2 separate regions of the Mus musculus genome follow, and region 2 is linked to region 1. The links are chromatin contacts, called in public HiChIP or PLAC-seq maps. All regions are on one chromosome and are shown on one strand. The core of a region is the stretch at or near the end of the contact, and the rest is flanking DNA. Distances in the headings are between cores, read along the strand shown. Region 1 has its middle 35 kb from the start of Gm31423. Region 2 has its middle 18 kb from the start of Gm31889.

The links. HiChIP or PLAC-seq counts read pairs in DNA pulled down with a chosen protein or histone mark.
Region 2: a FOXA1 HiChIP or PLAC-seq map of pancreatic cancer cells shows a contact between it and region 1. The contact joins two enhancer-like sites. A contact is called at or near these places in 2 of 15 datasets of contacts at CTCF or cohesin (the NIH/3T3 cell line and large pre-B cells), 13 of 484 Hi-C or Micro-C datasets (the AML12 cell line, the C2C12 cell line, bone marrow-derived macrophages and 5 more) and 16 of 115 datasets of contacts at active chromatin or transcription factors (bone marrow-derived macrophages, cardiomyocytes, embryonic stem cells and 5 more).

Annotation. Positions count from the first base shown.
Region 1 is chr5:64,564,460-64,569,409 of GRCm38.p6, reverse strand. No RefSeq gene overlaps it. Among named protein-coding and RNA genes, the nearest start is that of Gm31423, 35 kb to the right of the region's middle. Within about 2 kb of position 1,364, at least 21 of the 459 cell types and tissues checked have an H3K27ac peak or open chromatin away from gene starts, as enhancers often do. A contact at or near this core is called in pancreatic cancer cells, where this site is marked.
Region 2 is chr5:64,858,464-64,863,850 of GRCm38.p6, reverse strand. No RefSeq gene overlaps it. Among named protein-coding and RNA genes, the nearest start is that of Gm31889, 18 kb to the left of the region's middle. Within about 2 kb of position 1,825, at least 182 of the 459 cell types and tissues checked have an H3K27ac peak or open chromatin away from gene starts, as enhancers often do. A contact at or near this core is called in pancreatic cancer cells, where this site is marked.

The DNA of each region.
Region 1 (4,950 bases), core at 115-2,614:
AACTATTTTTCATCCTAACTGTATTAGTTATGTCTGCATCACCATGACAGAACCCCAGACAGAAACCACCAAAGGAGTGCAGAGCAGAGACTGAAGGAAAGGCCATCCAGAGACTGTCCCACCTGGGGATTCATCCCAGATACAGTCACCAAACACAGACACTATTGTGGATGTTAAGAAATGCTTGCTGAAAGGAGCCCAATATAGCTGTCTCCTGAGAGGCCCTGCCAGAGCCTTACAAATACAGAGCTGTATGCTTGCAGTCAACCATTGCACTGAGCTCGGGATCCCTAATGGAGGAGTTAGAAAAAGGACTGAAAGGAGCTGAAAGGGTTTGCAACTCCATATGAAGAACAATAATACCAACCAACCAGACATGCAGAGCTCTCAGAGACTAAGCCACCAACCAAGAAGTACACATGGCTCCAGCTGCATATGTAGCAGAGGATGGCTTTCTCAGGCATCGGTGGGAAGAGAGGGCCTTGGTCCTGTAAGGGCTCGATAGATGTCCCAGTGTAGGGGAATCAATGGCAGGGAGGTGGGAGTGGGTGGGTGGGTGGAGGAACACTCTCATAGAAGCAGGGGGAAGGGGGGTTGGATAGGAGGTTTCTGGGGATGGGGTGGGGGACTGGGTAAGGAGATAACACTTGAAATGTAAATAAATTAAAAAAAGAAAGAAAGGAAGGAAGGGAGGGAGGGAGGGAGGAAGGAAGAAATAAGAAAGAAAGAAAGAAAGAAAGAAAGAAAGAAAGAAAGAAAGAAAGAAAGAAAGAAAGAAAGAAAGAAAGCACCAAAGGAAGAAATGATTTACTTTGGCTCATGATTCCAGAACATCTCCGTTGGGGCGGTGGCAGATGTGGCTGCTGTTCACATCGTGGTAGACAGGGAGCAGAGAGTGACTAGAACCAAGGGCCAACCACAATCTTCAAAAGTCCACCTCTGCTGCTTCCACCAGCCACTGACAACTTCCCAAGTTGCCCCAGATTCCCCAGATAGTGCCACCAGCTGGAGAACAAGCATTGAAAACTTGGAAACAAGTGTTGAAGGGTGGACACCAACCCTTCTCTCCCAAACCATCTACATCTTTCCTCTTAAAGGGCTTCTAGGAAAACTCTAAAGGAAGAAGGAAAAAGGCAAATGAAACAGCCCAATTTTATTTCCTAAATGGATACTTAAAACCCACAACAAATGCTATATTGACTTTTTTTTTTAAATAGGCTATAGTCATGATCTCTGTTTGTATTTTTCTTGCCTTCTACTCTTTGGCTGCCTAAACATACAAAGTTATCTGTGCCATTAGCATCCAGCACAGAGCTATGGTTGGGTGACGCAGGTTGAACCGTCTGTATAGCATTTGGTGACTGATATGAACACACCGCTGTGGTAAAAACTTATCTTTTGAAACTAGCGTGGTTGCTGAGGTATGAGTCAGTGGTGTGAGCATGGGCAGAAAAAGAGTGGCAGCTGGTGCCCCAGTCGTGTGGCCAACTCTCTGAGGGACAGAAGTGGGAGGAGGTAGAGTTTCTTTGCCAGGATGGTGTTCTCAGCACCAGCCAGGAACAAACACAGGTCTCCCTGGTCCATTCAGAACACCCAGCCTACCTGGAGGTCAGAAGTTAGAGATGGGCACTGCCACTTAGAAATAACAACGACATAAACGGACAAAACTTCAAAATTTACATGCGAATGTTCTAGAAGTATAGAAGCTATAGCTAGAAAATAAACACACCACATGTAAGACATGAGACAGTGACTCAGATACTAACAGTTGCACATCCAGTTTTATTCACATTTAAAAGACTGTGTACTTACATTTTAGACACACATGTAAGCAAACACACATACATTGGATATGAAGACCTTACATATTTTCTTGTATGCTAGCTTTTTACTTTTGCACACACTATTCTGTGACCAAAAACTATAAATCCACAGACTGTTTAGGAGGGTTCCACATTATTTAACCTCTGGTAATTCTGATCTAGTCAACCTGGTTTCTGCTTTCTTGTTCTCAGGAACGTTGCTGGAACACAAACCCGGGCTCCATTTTGGGACACTTATCTAGCTATATTCTTGAATAAGCCTCTAGAAAAGGAATTTTAGGTCAAATAGTATGCATGTATTTAGAGCTTACATCCTATTATAACCATGCTCACCCCCTCGCCCCACACCCCCCAAGGCCTCCATATACAGGACCATCAGCAATCAGATAGATGTTTTGAGCCAAGCGTTGCATTCTGAGGAAGGGTTTGACAATCATCTCCCGCTGAGTGTCTTAGGCTGTCTCCATTTGTGGTGAAGGAGAAACCACTGTTGGCCATGTGTGGCTTTTCTCTGATGGTGTGGCCTGGCAAGAGTGTCCTTGAGTTTGTGCCATGATACACAAGGATGGTGAAAACAACCAAGACCAATAGTTCTCAGACTTTCAGAGAGAGATGAACCCAGTGTAAGAATACAGGGTCAAAACAACAGGTTGGCTGAGGGGAGTGTATGTAGTGTTCAGTGCTGTTTGCAGCCAGGTCCTCTGAGGCTGCAAAGAAGTTATCACCCATGGCTGAGTCTCATCTGGCACTCGGTGACAACACCCAGTACATTGTCGTTTTCTGTCTCATTTCAACGTAGGTCTGGTAGAAGTCTGAGTTCTCAGAGTGATTAGAGAGACAGAGACTCTAGACTGCGTCTTGCATAACGTCATGGAATCATAACGGAGTGAAATTCCAGATGTTTCCCATGTTCTAAAGCAACTCACAGGGCCTCACTACACGCAAGGGGAGGGGACTTTGCAGCAGCGTGCATTCCAGGGGACAAGGATCATAGAGGCACCTTAATGTCTGGTTCGTCATAATAAACAATCAGAAGCCTCTCTCCTTAAAGTGTTTGTTTTGTTTTGGCCAGGATAGTCAGGAAAGCCAAAAGCTTAGGAAAATGTAAAAATCTGAACCTCATTGACTGAAAGTAGTCATTTTGCCTGTCTCCTCTCAAGTGGAAGTGAATAACCCCCCATTGTGGACACGATGTTTGGCCCGAGGTAAATGTGGCTTCTTCAAAGGTGTTCCCCTAAACATGTGTTTTATGTTTTCTTGGAATTCGGTTCTGCCTCCCCAATGACTAAGTCATTTCCTCCCAACTCTGTCTCATGGAATGAGGTGGCATATCCAAACCCATGTCATAATGACCACATCGGAGACATTTTTCCATGTGAAATTCTGTGAACTATTCTTATGCTTTAATTACTATGTCTCCCCAAGACCAACCCTTGAGTCGCCACAGCTCCTTAAAAATTTTAAAACATGCAAGTGGCAGCGGGCAGTCAGAACTGTTCTTTAAAATGATATGAATGGAATTGACAGATGTGGCTCAGTGTGTAAACTGTTTGCCTAGTGTACACGAAGCCCTGGGTTCCCTCATAAGTACTGCATAAAAACCAGTGCTGTGTATACACATGGAAGCCCAGGCACTAGAGGTGGAGACAGCAGGATCAGGGCTTCAAAGCCATCCTCCTTAGTTACCCAGCAAGTTCTAAACCAGCCTGGGACACACGACACTTGGTCTCCAAAAATATCATCGGGCTGGTAAGATGGTCCGTTGCCTCCAAGCCTGATAACCTGAGTTCAACCCCCAAAACCCACATGGTAGAAGGAGAAAACTGAGCCCTGAAAGTTGACCTCTGACCTCCATTCATGCAGTATGGCACGCACTTTGTGTCTAAATACATAAGCATAATAAAATATTACACAAGTGCATGCGAAGTCATGTTATTAAAGGGGACCCCTACAGAAAATCCCTGTCCGTGTCCATACCATCTTCTTGTTTAAGCCTGTAGCCATGTTTATGTTCTGTATTCAACTCTTGCCTTCTGGGAAGCAGCTATAATCCACCATTTCCTTAGGGAACCGTTAGACTCCCTCCATACCCTTTGAGGGGTCAATGGGAAGGGAACAAGATTCTTATTCTTTTTTTTTTTTTTTCTAAGAGAATCTTTTAAAGGACCTATGTGAAGTGGAATTTAAGGGATCTTCGGAGAGTCTGTTGTGTTGGATGGTGTTTTGCTAAGGCAAACGTGAAGGAATGTCTCATTGAAGTAGGCACAGGTGAAAGACCAAAGCAGACTTGTGAAGGCGTGTTGTGCTGAAGCAGACACAGGAGAGAGGATGTTCTGCTAAAGCCAGCTCTTCAAAGGACAATGATGGAAGGAGTCTCTGCTAACGACTCGCATGTATTGTTCTGCCTTGCATTGCGTAGTTGAGCTGAGAGAGGCACAGCTGAGAACTTCTCCTGGTATGCCCTCAGTGTCCCTTCTGCTGAGCTTGTCACATGGTGGGAGATGAAATGGGCAAGCACATGCAGTGTTGGGAGCCGCCCCCACATTCGCCGTTACAAGATGGCGCTGACATCCTGTGTTCTAAGTGGTAAACAAATAATCTGCGCATGTGCCAAGGGTATCTTATGACTACTTGTGCTCTGCCTTCCCCGTGACGTCAACTCGGCCGATGGGCTGCAGCCAATCAGGGAGTGACACGTCCGAGGCGAAGGAGAATGCTCCTTAAGAGGGACGGGGTTTTCGTTTTCTCTCTCTCTTGCTTCGCTCTCTCTTGCTTCTTACACTCTGGCCCCATAAGATGTAAGCAATAAAGCTTTGCCGTAGAAGATTCTGGTTGTTGTGTTCTTCCTGGCCGGTCGTGAGAACGCGTCGAATAACAATTGGTGCCGAATTCCGGGAAGAGAAAATCCGGGACGAGAAAAAACTCCGGACTGGCGCAGGAGGGATACTTCATTCCAGAACCAGAACTGCGAATCAAGGTTATAAGGTTCCCGTAACACAGACTGTTGAGAAGGATTCAACTGCCGAATTCAGAACTCATCAGCTGGGGAACGACGGTGATAAAGGTTCCCGTAAAGCAGACTGTTAAGAAGGATTCAACTGTATGAATTCAGAACTTTTCAGCTGGG
Region 2 (5,387 bases), core at 576-3,075, 290 kb before region 1:
AAATTCCTAGCCAAATGGATGGATCTGGAGGGCATCATCCTGAGTGAGGTAACCCAATCACAAAAGAACTCACATGGTATACACTCACTGATAAGTGGATATTAGCCCAGAAACTTAGAATACCCAAGAAGATACAATTTACAAAACACATGAAACTCAAGAAGAAGGAAGACCAAAGTGTGGACACTTCCCCCCTTTTTAGAATTGGAAACAAAACCCCCATGGAAGGAGTTATAGAGACAAAGTTTGGAGCTGAGATGAAAGGATGGACCATCCAGAGACTGCCCCACCCGGGGGTCCACCCCATAATCAGCCACCAAACGCAAACATTATTGCATACGCCAGCAAGATTTTGCTGAAAGGACCCTGATATAGCTGTCTCTTGTGAGGCTATGCCGGGGCCTAGCAAACACAGAAGTGGATGCTCACAGTCAGCTATTGGATGGAACACAGGGCCCCCAATGGAGGAGCTAGAAAAAGTACCCAAGGAGCTGAAGGGGTCTGCAACCCTATAGGTGGAACAACAATATGAACTAACTAGGACCCCTAGATCTCATGTCTCTAGCTGCATATGTATCAGAAGATAGTCTAGTCTGCCATCATTGGAAGAGAGGCTCCTTGGTCTTGCAAACTTTATATGCCCCAGTACAGGGGAACGCCAGGGCCAAGAAGTGGGAGTGAGTGGGTGTGTGTGGGGGGAGGGTATGGGGGACTTTTGGGATAGCACTGGAAAGGTAAATGAAGAAAATACCTAATAAAAATTAAAAAAAAAAAAAAAGACCTTCATCCTAGCTGCCTAGAAGCCAGTCTTCTTTCGGGATAGCATTTGAAATGTAAATGAAGTAAATACCTAATAAAAAAATTGGAAAAATAAATAAATAAAAGGGCCACCGGCTTAGGACAGGTCTGGAACAGGGAAGCTTCTGTAGAGACCAAGCCATTCACCCTCCCCAGGTATGGCTCAGACGTGTCCAAACTTCAAGCCCATGACCCACATGTACCCAGGATATGCGGGTCATATGTATGAATGCAGCCCAGCTCAAAATCTTAGTTACTTCAAGCATTCTAAGATCATTTACAATTAAAAAACAAAACAAAAAAAAAAATCAACTCTATTGTGTGGTTCTGGAGGCAGCGCAATCCCTGGGGTACTTGGCACCCCAGACTTTCTGGGGTTAGAGAAACACTGCAAGACCGTGTGAAGTTCCCATGTCAACTTTTTAGGGCTCCATGTTCACCCACACCCACAGCCATTGTCACCCAAAGGTTTTAAGCCCTATGTAAATGTTGATCACACAAATCTGTCTTCCCGGGCCTGACTGTCTGAGCGCTGTCTGGGGGTGCTCCAAGTTGCTACTTTGGATTCAAGCCAAAAAAGACCGAGTCGGTTGCATGAGAAAACAGATGGTCTACGACTGTAACAGCAACAAGGCTGGGAGTGAATCCCAGCTTTGAGGGCTTTCGTTTTGGGGATTTCTCTATCTGGAGAAGATATAAAATACAGAAAAGCACAGTTCTTGGTGCGTCCTGCAAGTGAGGTCTTACAGGGACCTCCAGTGTGGGATGGATGTTCCCGGAACAATAAGAGTGTGGAGAGTGACCCAGAGGCCTGGTGATGGGATTGAAGGTGGGCTAGCCTGGCTTTAGGGTCTTGTTGTAGGTGTAGGAGAAGCAGGTGTCGGACTTGAGGGACCTTCCAGACCTTGGCAAGATTGCGCAATGGTTTGAAGGAAACAAACTGGATGCCCCGCCAGTTCCCAGAACAGTCTGAGAAGCTCTGTGAGGACCTCGGACTCTTGTGGTTAGAGAGAGACTTCCGGACGAAGGCTTGGGCCTGGGAGTAGGAGTTTGAACTAGAGCTTGCTCCACCCCCACCCCACCCTGCTTCCAGGTATTACAGGGAGAACCAGAGGGCAAAGTCCAAACGGAGCTGAAGCATGAAGAAACGCTTTAGGAATCCACAGCCAGAAAGCATCCACTGTTTCAATTAGCTTCAGTTTGATTCGATCGGACAGCTATTCCTAAATGGGTACTGTGTGCCAAGTGCAGGGCTGGAATATAGCAACGAGGAGACAGACAGACCCTGCCACATGTTAGATTTCTAACTTACAGGGAGAGACAGACGAAAACACAAGTATGTTGCTATTTAGTTTTCAACAGTCCTGTGCGCCACGGGACAGCTGTGACATTGCCTCTAGGGACAGAGCTGCTTTGTGGCTCCCACCCCATCCGTGGATCTGCTGGCCCCAGAAGCAAAGTGGTAGCCAGTTAGCCACTGGCTCCTCAGCCCCTCCCTATACTTACTGCTTCCTCCAGCTCAGCGGTGATTTTGAAAGCTGGTTTTTTTTCTCTCTCTCTCAATCGAACCTGGTTTTTCCAGTTTCTCTTGGCAGAAACTCTGGTCTGCATCCTACACAGAAGTAGAAATCTCCTCTTTCACTTTCATGTATTTCTTTCTTGTTTGGTTGTGTGTGTGTTATTGTTATGTGTGTGTGGTGTATGTGTGTGTGTTGCTGCTATGTGTGTGTTGTTGTTGCTGCTGCTGTTGTTTTAAGACACAATTGCACATGAATGTAATATCTTTACACAAGATTTTAAAAGTACTTGGGACCACAAGAATCCTCCTTGCCCTTGCTTCCTTGAGTTCTCACTGCTGCGACTCTCTCCCAGGCCGTGTCATCCGTGACTGCCCTGTTCCTCTCTTGGAACTTTGGTAGCTAGGGAGAAAGGAGGCGGCTTAACCTGGTGGGTGAACTTGGCAGCAAGCTGAGGGCAAGCTCAGCTTAAACTTTCACTTTCTTGCTATCTGCAAGAAACACCAACCCTCCTCTGTGCATGCACCCCTCCCCCACGTGGCTAGCAGTAAGTGAAGGACTTCTTCAGCTTTCCCCACTGGTTACCTCTTTTAGCTGGAGAAAATTTTATGCAGCCCTGGATATACAAATATATAAAATAAGGATACAATCTAAACATGGACAGAAAATTAATCATAAAGAAATGTATTTTAAAGCAATTATTTGGTCTGTGTGTCATTTTGCCACTTGTTAAAGATGAGTGTAATCCTTTCCATCAGCAAGATGCATGCACTTACTTATTTTTACATAAATAATTAAATCTTGGCTGAATATTTGATGCTGCAAAACATAAACTATCTTTGACATTTTTTAAATCGGTTGATATTTTGATTTATAGCCATTAATGCCAAGAATTCCGCCCCCCCCCTTTGCATGCATATATACTATAAAAATGGAATACGTATGTTTAGGATCATCTTAGAAACTGTTGGAAACATCTTTCCTAACTCCGAGTCAAAATTCACTTAGTGATTTTTAAATAGAACCCAAGCCAGCGACTCAAATGACAATTTTAAAAATCAAATACTTTGGGCCAGTGAGACGGCTCAGTGTCTGACTGCCTGAGTAAGATTCTCTGGATTCACAAGGTAGAAGGAGAAAGCTGGTGCCTGCAAGTTGTTCTCTGACCCAGAATATGCTAGCGGCACATGCATACTCACCTACCACCACACATCCCATTCCTCCCCCATCCCAATGTGCGGTCCTGTTAGTCTATTCTAGACAGGGACTCACTGTGTAGCCCCCTGATGACCTGAAACTCACTAAGTAGGTATCTTAGTGTTTCTATTGCTGTAAAGTGATGACATGACCTTGGTAACTGTTACAAAGGAAAACAAGTCATTGGGGTTGGCCTACAGTTCAGAGATCTAGTCTATTATTGTCATGGTGGAGGGCATAGCAGTCCAAGGGGAATAGTTGAAAGTTCAGCATTTGGATTGACAGACAGCAGGAAGAGAGAGAGAGACAGAGAGACAGGGAGAGACAGAGACAGAGACAGAGACAGACAGACACACACACACACACACAGAGAGAGAGAGAGAAAGAGAGAGAGAGAGAGAGAGAGAGAGAGAGAGAGAGAGAGAGAGAGAGAGAGAGAGACTGGGCCTGGCTTGAGCATTTGAAACCTTAAAGCCAACCACCAGTGAAATATTTCCTCCAACAAGGCCATATCTCCTAATAGTGCTATCCCTATGAGCTCATGGTAGGCTATTTTCATTCAAACCACCCAGGCTGGCCTTAAACTCACAGGAATCCTCCTGCTTCTGTCTCTCAAGTCCTGGGATCTAAGGCAAGTGCCACCATGACAGACCCAATAATATATATATTATTTTAAAATTAAAGTCAAACATTCTAATATAATCTAAAAATGCACTAACTTGATACTTACTGAGGAACGATAGTGCAAATATATTTTAAAAGTCTTTGCTTTCTGTAATTAAGCTTTTATGTTTCCATAAGAACAGAAATCTTCATACACACAATTAAAATAGTGCAGTTCCTGATATGGATAACATACAGTAGTCTCCACTCTGAGCCAAGCTGTTTCAGTGACTGCTCACTGCCATGTGTGGCTACACTGTATTGGCAGTACACAGCATACACAGTGTATGTTCAGAGCCGAGGCTGTGAGGTCAGATGACAACAAAAGCAAGGGGAATCAGAAACAGGTCAGGTTCTCTGTGTGTTCGATTTTTCTGTTAAGTTTTTGGTCCTTGAACATCCAAAAGCCTTTTATTCCCATCCCTACATTCAGTCACACCTCTCCAAGTGGGATCACACTACAGTGTAAGAAGCTATGAATTAGAAGGATGCTGGACTTTCCACTAAACACGTTCACTACAATATCCTTTTCCAGCAAAAAATGGGGATGTTTTGGCAATATCAAGAATATGGAAAGGCAAAGGATAGGAGAATGTGGCACCTCAAATGTGCAACTTTGGTGTAAGTAAGGACTACCCTGTTGTGGATTTAGTCTAAAGCTACATGTATTGTGTTAATTGGTCTCCCAAATTACACAAGAATCCTCATGTCTGCATGTAAGACACTGAAGGACCCTGACCCCAGTTGGTTTTGATTGGTAAATAAAGTTGCCGGTGGCCGTTGACTGGGCAAGGAGACAGTGACAGGATTTTAGGATTCCTGGGCAAGGGACTGAGGAAGGAACAGGAAGGAGAGCCGCCATGCTGGGAAAGGAGTAGAGACCAGGTCTGAGAGACATCGTACATAGACCACAGCAAGCACAGTCTATGTAGGTGTTTTGGAATTCAGCCCGAGAGGGTTGAAGGTCTGGGTCCAGGACAGCCAAGATGAAATATGCGTTTTAGTAATAATTCAAGAATATTGGAGGGGAGTATGTGACTGGAACATGGAAGTTTGGAAGTAGCCCAGCCACTGACCTGTTTAAGGCATATTAAAATATAAGGCTGCATGTGTGTGTCTTTCCTTTGAGAACCCGGAACATCGGGGAGGGTATCGAGGAGTGCTGCCACCCGGGATTGATTTGAATAGCATTATTTGAGTACTGCTACCCTA